Regions from separate parts of the Sus scrofa genome. Here region 1 is linked to region 2. The links are chromatin contacts, called in public HiChIP or PLAC-seq maps. All regions are on one chromosome and are shown on one strand. Each heading gives the region's core, a stretch centred on a gene start, on an enhancer-like site or on the middle of the called end of the contact. The rest is flanking DNA. Distances are from core to core; before and after follow the strand shown.

What was found. HiChIP or PLAC-seq counts read pairs in DNA pulled down with a chosen protein or histone mark.
Region 1: a contact with region 2 is called in an H3K27ac HiChIP or PLAC-seq map of alveolar macrophages. The contact joins two enhancer-like sites. A contact is called at or near these places in 1 of 47 Hi-C or Micro-C datasets (retroperitoneal adipose tissue) and 1 of 2 datasets of contacts at active chromatin or transcription factors (alveolar macrophages).

Annotation. Positions count from the first base shown.
Region 1 is chr15:101,901,763-101,907,412 of Sscrofa11.1, forward strand. It overlaps PLCL1 (inactive phospholipase C-like protein 1), which reads left to right. Exons shown (of 9, transcript XR_002339304.1): 5 at 2,018-2,127. Among named protein-coding and RNA genes, the nearest start is that of PLCL1, 280 kb to the left of the region's middle. Within about 2 kb of position 3,514, at least 2 of the 83 cell types and tissues checked have an H3K27ac peak or open chromatin away from gene starts, as enhancers often do. A contact at or near this core is called in alveolar macrophages, where this site is marked.
Region 2 is chr15:101,743,112-101,748,747 of Sscrofa11.1, forward strand. The region is part of intron 1 of PLCL1 (inactive phospholipase C-like protein 1); the gene reads left to right. Among named protein-coding and RNA genes, the nearest start is that of PLCL1, 120 kb to the left of the region's middle. Within about 2 kb of position 4,165, at least 1 of the 83 cell types and tissues checked has an H3K27ac peak or open chromatin away from gene starts, as enhancers often do. A contact at or near this core is called in alveolar macrophages, where this site is marked.

The DNA.
Region 1 (5,650 bases), core at 2,264-4,763, 160 kb after region 2:
GTAATTTGAGTTAAACTGAAGCCTTTGTTTAGTAGAGAAGAGATCTAGGTGGTAGTAGGTGGGATGTATGTGTGTGTATAGGGGTGGTGTCTGCAGATGTCTAGAGAGGTGAGAGTTCCTAAAATTGCTTTTGTGGTTTGGGAAGCTATGAAAACTTTTACTACTGATATGGAAACTATGGTTTCACATTGCCCATTAAGAACCACTTTATTTTTACAATTCAAACCACAATCCTATTACTCTTCTAGGCTTTTCTTCATTTCCTAGTCCTCATTTTAGATTTGTTCTTTCTTGAAGGATGAGATGGGTCCCCTATCTCTGAGAGCACATCGCTATGTTTATTGTATTTTCACCTTCATCCACAGCCCTATACTGTTATCTCTCCTGGATCTATGTTCTCCTAGATCCACACACACATTGATGATTATGATGAGGAAGATGACACCGACAGTTGCTTGATATATATGCATATTATATACTGAGCACATATGCTGTTGTTACTTAGTCCTCATAACAGTGCTGCAAGGCAATCATCATTATAGCTCATCTACAGATGAGGCATCTGAAATTCTGAGAGACAAAGTGAATTACCCCAAATCCTGCATCAACATATGGCAGAGGCAATCTTCGAACCCAGACCAGACTTTTAAAATGATGCTCTTCACTACTTCTCTGGAGGCTTAAATGTTTCAGTTGACAGGAAGAACAAAAATAATGATACCGAATACATGTATAATGCTCCTATTTTGAGAGCTTTGTATAAACCGACTCATTTACTCTTCCCCACAAGTCCATGAGGTCAACACTCTTGTTATCACCATGGCACCATTGAGAAAACTAAATTGCAAAGTTTCAGGTACTTGCTTATGCTCACATAGCTAGTCAGTGGTAGAGTCAGAGTGTAAGTGCAGTCATGCACGTACTATGTCCTGTACTTATGATGTTATTATCATCAGGAAAGTTCATGTGGTTTTAGGTTACATTAATACAAGCATAGTAATCTAGAACGAGGGAGGTGGTGGTAAAACCCTACCTCATGAAGGCTGCTTCAATCCCATTTTGAGTACAATGCTCCTGGATGCAGGTCCCTACAAGCTAAACTCCAGGACTGCGCTATGCAGAGATCCTGCCTGGATGTCATCTTTAAAGAGAGACATTATTAGAAAACTGACATGCATTAGAATGTTTAATCCAGAGAAGGGAAAACTGGTAGACTTTATTCAATATCTTTCTTCATGTATTTAAAGGGCTGTACCATGGAGTAGAAGTTAGACCTTGTTGGTCTGGGTCTAGGTAGCTCCGAAGAGTAGAAGTTCCAGGGAGAGAGAATGGTTTGCTCTCAACCATAGCTTTCCAAAGATGGAATGAGCTCTCCAGAAGGAAGTGTGATTCCCATCTCTGAGGTGCTAAGATAAAGGCTGGAGAAACAGATGATGGTGATTTTTTTATAGTATTAAAGCTTGGGAGAATGGTTTAGCTAAAAATAACTTTAAAGCCATTCCCAAATCTGAAACATTTGGGTGTTTCCAGGAATGCTATTTTTAAAAAAAGTTTATTTTTACTCAACATTTACTAATTACCATTGTTATCTATGTGGGCTCCAGGCCTACTGTCAAGCCATATGGATGGTTCACAAGATAAGAAATGTGCATCCTTCACATATGGTTGCTATTCACACACTGCACCATTTATATAAAAACCAGGCAGAGACAAACAAGGTGGATGAAACCTGTTGGAAGAATTTGCTTCCCAACTTCTCTCGTCTTTATTGATGGCTCCTGGCTGTTTAAAAACGAATTTAATCTACTGCATTGATTATTTTTAGTTTTACCCTATGGATAGCCATTCGATGGGGATGAACAGAATGGGAAGGAGAATTCAGTTTAGGGGTTTAGAAATTTTATGAGAGGAGGACAGAAGTGGGAAATTAGATTTTTATTGAAAATATTTTCACAATAAAAGGTCTATTTTTTTCAGAAATCTATATGATGAATTCTTTTATGTTCTTTTTTCAAAGGGATGGAGTTCCATGAGGAACTTCATAATCTGGGGGCAAAAGAAGGCTTGAAAGGAAGAAAACTCAACAAAGCAACTGAGAGCTTTGCTTGGAACATTACAGTATTGAAGGTACATGAAGCACTCAAGTGCCCCTTTGCTTTATTTTTCGGCTCCTCATCTCTCAATGTGTAGAGAAGCGTCAGTAGTTAAATATGGTGATTTGAATTTTTAATTAATGTGCGGCCTAATTAATTCATGCTCTAAGTGATGGGAGATGCATGCTGTGATTGACACAGTTTTTGCCATAATAGGACAATGAGGTTTGTAATAGAGGCAGAGGACAGCATGACCTAATTCCATTACCTAGGTGGGGGGAGTGTGTGTGTGTGTTTACTCACACTTCTGTTCAAGTCAGTATGGCTGTTCTTGTATGTGGAAAGAATAACATAAAATGTTACTGAAGAAGAATCTAACACAAAGGATTTGGAAGAGCCTTAAACTGTAGGATATCTGGAACCATTTAGGATTATTTTATTTTGAGAACAATCCCTAAATTTTGCAAAATTTTTGGAAGTCTGTGTTTTTGAGATTATAATTTGCTCTGCTGAAAATTAATTTTAGGACTTTGAAGATGCTGCTTTTCATATTTTGTTACATGAATGAATAAGTGATTCAGGCAGTTGGAATAATTTCTTCTTAGCAGTGCAATGGAGGAAAACAGCTGCAAACAAAATTAATAATTCCTGACAATTAAAGAACACTTATGATGCACCAGGTACTATGTTATAAGGTTCATATGAGTTAACATTTTCATACTTTCATTAACCCAATACTGTTAGTATTCTTATTTTACCAGTGGGAAAACTGAGACATTGAACCCTTATGTTTATTACCCAAGATCATTCAGCTAGTAAATGGTGAGGCTGGAGTTTGAACCCAGGCAGTGTGGCTCCAGAGCCTGCTCTGCAGAGAGATACTGCACATGTTTATGTGAAAGTCCTAGGTGAACTGTGAGACCTGTCACAGATATTTATTAAAAATTCAATCCCCAAATATTTGTTTAGCTTCTACTATGTACTGGGCTCTCTACTATGCATTGGGGACTCACAGAGAACAAAACTGATACAGATCTGACCTCATGAGTTAGCAGTCTAGAGGCAGGAAGTAGGATGGGGGAAAAGGCATCATTTGCTTAGGCAGAAACTGTAGTGTTAATATAAAGAGGAGCTCATTTTATAATACTTAACTACAACATGGCAGTATGAGCCCTCATACAAATGCTTTCTAGTCAGCATATATTTTTTGTGGGCTTGTTAATATGCTGATCACTGAGAAAGGAGCTAGGGACACAAATATCAAAAATGTAATACCTGAGCCTCTAGGACTAGTCTACAAGGGGAGACAGGTATATAACTAATAATAGCCACTGATTATTCAGCACTTCACAAGGTTATATGTTTCCTCCTTTCCTCTTTGCAATAACCATGTGATCTTGCAGCAACTCATGCTGACCCTGATATGACCTCCTCCATCTCACAGAGGAGGAAAGTGACGTTTAGGGAGTTTTCAGTTTCTTACCTTCAGCTAGTAGATGGCAGAATTGAGATTTTTAACTCATGCCCATGGTTCTAACCACTACCCTGTCCTCCTGCCTCCTGTTAGAATCAAGCCATGTGACCGAATCCAGGAAGCCTGGTGTGGGAGTGAGGGCACAGGCTCTGTGTGCAAATTGCCTGATAGGTGCGAGGCATTAGCCAAGTTATGTAATCTGTCTGAGGGTTATAAAAGTATCTCCACCTCTAGTTTTGTAAGAATTAAATGAAGTAATACATACAAGATATCTAAGTTACAGTGCACAAAACGACACTATATATATATATATATATTATTACTGTGTATGTGTATATATATGTATGTGTGTAATACCATATATACACACATATATGGTATTACTTTCATAAGGGTGAGGATGACCATTGGAAGAAAAGGCTTTTTTAAATTAATAATTAAAAAATTTTATTAGAGTTAATTGATAATGTTCTGTCAATTTCTGCTGTATAGCAAAGTAACCCAGTCGTACATATATATCTTCTTTTTCTCACATTATCCTCCATCATGCTCCATCATAAGTGACTAGATATAGTTCCCTGTGCTATACAGCAGGATCTCATTGCTTATCCACTCCAAATATAATAGTCTGCATCTACTAACCCCAAACTCCTAGTCCTTCCCACTCCCTACCCCCCCCTTGGTAACCACAAATCTGTTTTCTATGTCCATGAGTTAGTTTTTCTTTTTTCTATAGATAGAAACATTTGTGCCATATATTAGATTTAAGATATGTGATAAGGTATTTGTCTTTCTCTTTTTGACTTCCTTCACTTAACACGAGAGTCTCTAGTTCCATCCATGTTGCTGCAAATGGCATTATTTTGTTCTTTTTTATGGCTGAGTAGTATTCACTTTAAAAAATTTAAGATATAATTGTTTACTTCTTTGTTAACTTCTGACTTAAGCCCATTCACTCTTTTCTGAGGTTTGTTTATGTGTTTGGTTTAGTGACAGGAGATGATTACTAAATGGAGCCTAGAAAATGCTATACAAAGGACAGATCTTTGGAGATAGAATCAATCTTCTATTATTCTTTAATTTTATTAAAGTATAATTGATTATAAAAAATTAATCATGCCAATTTCTGCTATACAGCATAGTGACCCAGCATACATATATATGCATTCTTTTTCTCATACTATCTTACATCATGTTCTATCCTAAGAGATTGGACATAGTTCCCTGTGCTGTGCAGTAGGACATTATTGTCTATCCATTCTAAATATGATAGTTTGCATCTACTAACCCAAACTCCCTGTCCATCTCACTCCCTCCCCCCTCCCTCTTGGCAATCACAAGTCTGTTCTCTATGTCTGTGAGTTTTTTTTTCTGTTTAGTAGATAGGTTCATTTGTGCCATATTTTAGATTCTACATATAAGTGATATCATATGGCCATCATTAACAAGTCTGCGAATAGCAAATGCTGGAGAGGGTGTGGAGAAAAAGGAACCCTCCTTCATTGTTGGTGGGAATGTACCTTGGTACAACTACTATTGAAAACAGTAGGGAGGTTCCTCAGAAAACTAAATATAGAGCTATAGTATGATCCAGCAGTCCCACTCCTGGGCATTTATCTGCACAAAACTATAATTCAAAAAGAGAAAATATTCTATTATTTTAACTCATGTACAAGCTTCTGGTATTTCAGCTTGAGTGCAAGGAACTTAAACAAGAATAGTGAATTTTTCCAAACTTCTCATATGTCATTTCTCTCCTTCATTGCATTTAGTGGACCTGTTGCTAATTATGTGCCCTTTCCCCTAAACAAATGACCTCGTTGGAATTTGAACTTTTAGCTCAGAGACAAAGAGACCAAGCTCTTTTGGAGACTGGTTATTGCAGTGGTGCCTCTCTGAGAAGACCCTCCTCTCTAAGACTCTTCCTTCATTTCTTATATCTTAGACTCAGACTTCTTAGTTCCTGCTGTGTTCTCCAGCCCTCCTGTTGATTTTCCAAGCTCCTAAAAATGCCCCATTTCTTAAGTTTACTAGAGTCAATTTCCGTTGCTTACAACTGGTTGGATTAGTACTAACCACACTG
Region 2 (5,636 bases), core at 2,915-5,414:
AATGCACAGTTAAGCTTAAATTTGAAACCAAAGGTCATTTTTATTGAAGTTTGACAGTAGAAAATATTTTTGAATTGATGTATTGCTTTATATTTACATCTAGTTATTAAGTGCATATATTTCAAACAAAGGTATATAGTTTCAGAACCTTCCTTTCATGCAAGTGTCAGTTTTTCCTTTAGCATTGCTTAAAACACTGTGTTGTAGATAAACATGATATATTAGCTCTTCATTTTGGCCAAGCAATTTCTTCTAATTTCCATTATTGCTCAACATAAATGGCTTAACTATCAAGGTTAAATCTTTTTGGCTCTGTACTCAGTGGCATTAAACAAGCAAATGCTGTTTATTTGGTAGTAAGTCCTAACTGTGAAGAGCCGTTAGGAGCTTCAGATTATCTCTTTTTTTTTTGTCTTTTTGCTATTTCTTTGGGCCGCTCCCGCGGCATAGGGAGGTTCCCAGGCTAGGGGTCTAATCTGAGCTGTAGCCACTGGCCTACGCCAGAGCCACAGCAACGCAGGATCCGAGCCGCGTCTGCAACCTACACCACAGCCAGCTCATGGCAACGCCAGATCATTAACCCACTGAGCAAGGGCAGGGATCGAACCCGCAACCTCATGGTTCCTAGTCGGATTCGTTAACCACTGCGCCACGACGGGAACTCCCAGATTATCTCTTGACTCCATTAGATGTTTAAAGAAACAAGATAGATGCTAGCTAATGATTGGAATATGTTTCAGATAAATGTTTGAGATGTTCTGAGTGGATTCTACGTGAACCTCATTGTCACTGGCAGTTTTTGGCTCTGAGGAGTTCTGAAATGGATTATTTTTTGAAAGTGTTGTTAAACACATTTAGGCATCTGTCTGTCCCTGTCTCTCTGTATCTTTTATTTTTATTTTTATTTTTTAACCTTTTATTTTTTTTATTTTTATTTTTTATTTTTTTTGTCTTTTTGCTATTTCTTGGGCCGCTCCTGCAGCATATGGAGATTCCCAGGCTAGGGGTCGAATCGGAGCTGTAGCCACTGGCCTACACCAGAGCCACAGCAACGCGGGATCCGAGCCGCGTCTGCAACCTACACCACAGCTCACGGCAATGCCAGATCGTTAACCCACTGAGCAAGGCCAGGGATCGAACCCGCAACCTCATGGTTCCTAGTCGGATTCGTTAACCACTGCGCCACTACGGGAACTCCTCTCTGTATCTTTTAGATTACACTAGATCCCACAATTTAAAAAGTATTTATGAGAAAAGTATGCTGAAATGTTAATGACGGAACTATATCTTTGGACTTTATCTTTTTTGTGTGTTAAATCACTGATGGGTCACCGTCCCCACTTTTGCTTAATTTCAAGATTAAATTCAGTCATAAACAGGAGTTCCCATCGTGGCTCAGTGGAAACGAGTCTGACTAGCATCCATGAGGGGGCAGGTTTGATCCCTGGCCTCACTCACTGGGTTAAGGATCCATTGTTGCCATGAGCTGTGATGTAGGTTGCAGATATGGCTCAGATCCCGCTTTGCTATGGCTGTGGCGTAGGCCAGCAGCTACAGCTCTGATTCAACCCCTAGCCTGGGAATCTTCATATGCTGCAGGTGCGGCCCTAAAAAGACAAAAAAAAAAAAAAAGAAAAAGAAAAAGAAAGAAAAATTCAGTCATAAACAGATTTATGAAGAGTTGTTAATAATTTAAATGCTATAAATGAAACAACAGGATGACAATTATGTATACATATGGGCATAACAATGTAAAAATAAATATACCTTGAAAAATATCTGAAGAAAATATACTAACCTGTCAATAATCATTGTCTTAATATGTTTGGATGATATTTCTCCCTTTGGTAATTTTTTCTTTATACTTTTCTTTCATTTTAACTTTCTAAAATGAGAGAATTTTAGCATGGGCATATGTCAAATAACTAAATTAAATCCTGTAAATTGCTAATATTTATGTTTTAGCTGAATTGTTCGTTTTTAAACTATGTTCATAAATGCACAATTAAAGAAAAAGTTTCCGGGTCAGCTGTTTTCTAGCTTCATTTGTGCCATAGTGACATTTATTGTTCACATCTCCCTCCTTTTAGTTTTATGCATTTATATTAGAGTCTTATAAACACTCCAGGTGAGTGAAGATGCTTCCCGTCTCTCTCTCTCTGTTCGATGTCCAGGAAAGTTCCTATTCTTCCCATGGAAGTGACTGCAACTCTGTTATTAACAGACCAGCAGGAGTGGCCTGGCCCTTTTCTCTCACTCACAGTGACTCATTGGGGTCCTTAGTAAAAATTCCTTTCTCTTGTCTTGTCAGCTTTCAGGAGTTTCAGAGGTTAGGTAGAAAGGATGTGAGTGACTAAACCATACTTTATAGAAATAATTGAAAGCTGGAGATTTTATATGTTTTGATTCTAGGGTAGAAGACAGGAAAAATATGCATTCAGCTTCTGGGCAGATGCAAATTCTCATAAATAACTGTGTAAAAAGATAACAGAGCTAGGTAATTAATAAGTGAATGATACAGAAGACTTGCGCCTCTTCTTTGTTTTTCATTCTTTGACTTATCTCTTATCATCTCCTTTCTCTATCATTGTGAGATTGTAAAATAATGGGAAAAAATATATATACTTAATACCAATCTATTTATTGAATCAAGTTTGTTGTCTAAAATTGTTCTATTGCATTTTTGCTTCTGTAATGCATGCATGTCATTGAGTGACAGGGAAGAGGAAGTTATTCCCATGAGATAAATCTGCATAGAAGAGTGTATAGTAATTTGTGCAAATGACTGCTAGTCATAGGACTTCTGGTCTAAAGAAAAATCCATCACTGCTGCTCTGTATAGGTATAAACAATCAAAGAGTAATTGATGTGGTTTGAAATGGAGTACTTGCATTCTTTTAACTGGATCACGCTTTTATAGGAGAATGCAGTGGCCTTTTATTGTATTAAACTCACCATATATCCCAACCTCTCATTTTATTTTATTTTTTAAGATTTTCATTTTTTCTATTATAGTTGATTTGCAATGTTCTGTCAATTTTTGCTGTAAAGCAAAGTGACCCAGTATCTCTCTCTCTGTGTGTGTGTGTGTGTTTCTCACATTATCCTCTATCATGTTCCATCACAAGTGACTGTTCTAATCAGTAGGATCTCATTGCTTATCTACTCTAATTCCAACCTCTCATTTTAAAGAGGTGTTTTTGGAAATATCAGTCAACATTCAATTCCTACGTTGTTTCAAGAAACCATACAATTTTGGCCATTAGAAACACTCCTCCATCAACTCTGTTATTCGCCAAATGGAATATATACAATGACATGACAGAACTTAACCTCACATGTTTTGCAGTTGAGCTACTTGGTGCAGCATCTTAAGAGAAAGATTATTATATGGTTTTGCATATGTGAAAATTAAGGGCTTAAAATAAAATGAGATAACTGGATATTTATTTTTCTTCTTAATTATTTATTATATAAAGTGACCTTAATTATTTATTATATAAAATGACCTCATTTTTCTACTCTGCCTTATTTTTTGATACTCTTCATTTCCTTGTAAGTTAAGGAAAAGTGATGTATGTTCATAGATCATAGTCTATGGACTTGTATCAAACAGCTGCTTTTATCAGTGGCTAGACCTGCTGAGTTACAAAGTATGAACATTGAAGGAAATTTTGTAATCCAGTAAGTACTCTTCCATAATTTTGAGAGAACCATCTTGCAGCTGCCAGGACAAATCTTGAGGGGGCATGGTGGCAGTTTTACTAATTGCATTTGGAACTCACAGAAGGATGGAAATAGTTTTTTTTTTTTTTTTTTTCCTTTTTTGAAGTTTTTCTTTCTGTATGGAAAGAGTTTGTTTTTTGTAACTTATATTATCTCCTTTTCTATAAAAATGTTTTAGTGAATGATGTAGAAAGTTATTCTTTCTGGTATTCATGCTTCATTCTGTATCCAAGCTGTGAGTACTCAGGGTCTGTGGACAGCAGAGTCATGAGGGACTAGTTGGCTGGGGGATGGCAGGGAAGGTAAGTGAGGAGTTTGGGTCAAGTCACATTCTGTGTTTGCTGTTTTAAGTTTCACATGAGTAAATTCCAGCTGCAGTGAAAAAGTGCCACTTTCATAGGGAAGGGGAAGTGGGAGGTGTCTCAGAAGGGAAGACAGAGCCTAAGCAGTGTCTGTTGCCAGCAGCCAAGCCCGGGATCCCTTTGTCCCTAAAAAAGTGTTTAGATTGGGCTGGTGGAAGTCATTCATTATATACTTCCCTGTTGCCTCATCCACCTCAGAATAGTGGTCTGGAATTGGTGCTATAATTGATATTACTCAGAGGATATTTCTTTCTTTTCTTTTTTTTTTTAAAGGAGGATAAAATAATTGAACTGGACTAGAATCACATGGGGCTCAGCTGTTGCTCTCAGCAGCAACTTATAAGGCTGGTCCTTAATTAACTTACTAATTTCTCCATCCAAATTGCACCCATTCTTTTCTCTTTCGTGCAAAAGATATCAGTACCTTTACACAAGTGGTCTCGTTGGGGTTTCCGCCTTTCTGTTTAGAGAGGGCTTTACTGAATATGATTTCAGGGACATTAGGCTGGACACTTGTGCTCTTCTCCACCCAGTCTACACACCAACTCACCAACAGAGTCCATTATTCACAGGTGTAAGGTCAGTGTGAAGTGCAAAGGACTGCGATAAAACTTTCTTGAATGTTTTTCTTACTACAAGGTCAGATGAATATGAAAGGGGAAATGGAGAGGCTACAGGTGTTTTGGGAGGTTACTGAGACTGGAGGGCTGTGGTCATTCTAAACACTATATCTATATAGTCCCAGTTTTGTTTAGATTGGACTATCAGATCTCCTTCATGGATCAGGACTGAACCATTTTAGAGGAGATTCTAATGAATGGTGAATGAGTAAGACATAATGTGACTAAGGGACCCAAAGAATAACCAGTTTCTCCATTTTAGGCTTTGGTGGCTCATGCTTATCAGTTTCTCTGTTTGGTCATTACTACTAATATTGCAGAGCCCTCTCCTACTTGGTTATCTCTTCCACAGTTACCATCTGACGAGATGTGGCTAGTTTCTGTGCTGATCTTGTGGAAGGAGGCTGTGTTGGGAACTTGGGTTTTTTCCTTCAGCTGCTGGTGGTTGAGGAGTTGTCACCCTAAAACATCTCTTTACTGCAGTAGGTATGGTTGTTCCGCATTTCCAGGAATGTGTGCTTCTTGATAACTCAGGATTGTGTGTGTGTGTAGAAAGGTGAGTTCAATTTGGTTTAATTCAAGAGCTATTTCTTACTCATCTATTATTGGTAAGACACTCTGCCAGGCATTGAGGGCGTTAAAAGTGAGGCATGGACTGTGGCTTTGAGTTAATATTAAAGTCAGGAGGGAGGGAGTTCCCGTCGTGGCTCAGAGGAAACAAATCTGACTAGTATCCATGAGGATGTAGGTTCGATCCCTGGCCACTCTCAGTGGGTTAATGACCCGGCATTGCTGTGAGCTGTGATGTAGGTCACAGACTCGGATCAGATCTCGAGTTGCTGTGGCTGTGGTGTAGCCCTACAGCTCCAATTTGACCCCTAGTCTGTTAACCTCCATCTGCTGTGGTTGTGGCTCTAAAAAGACAAAA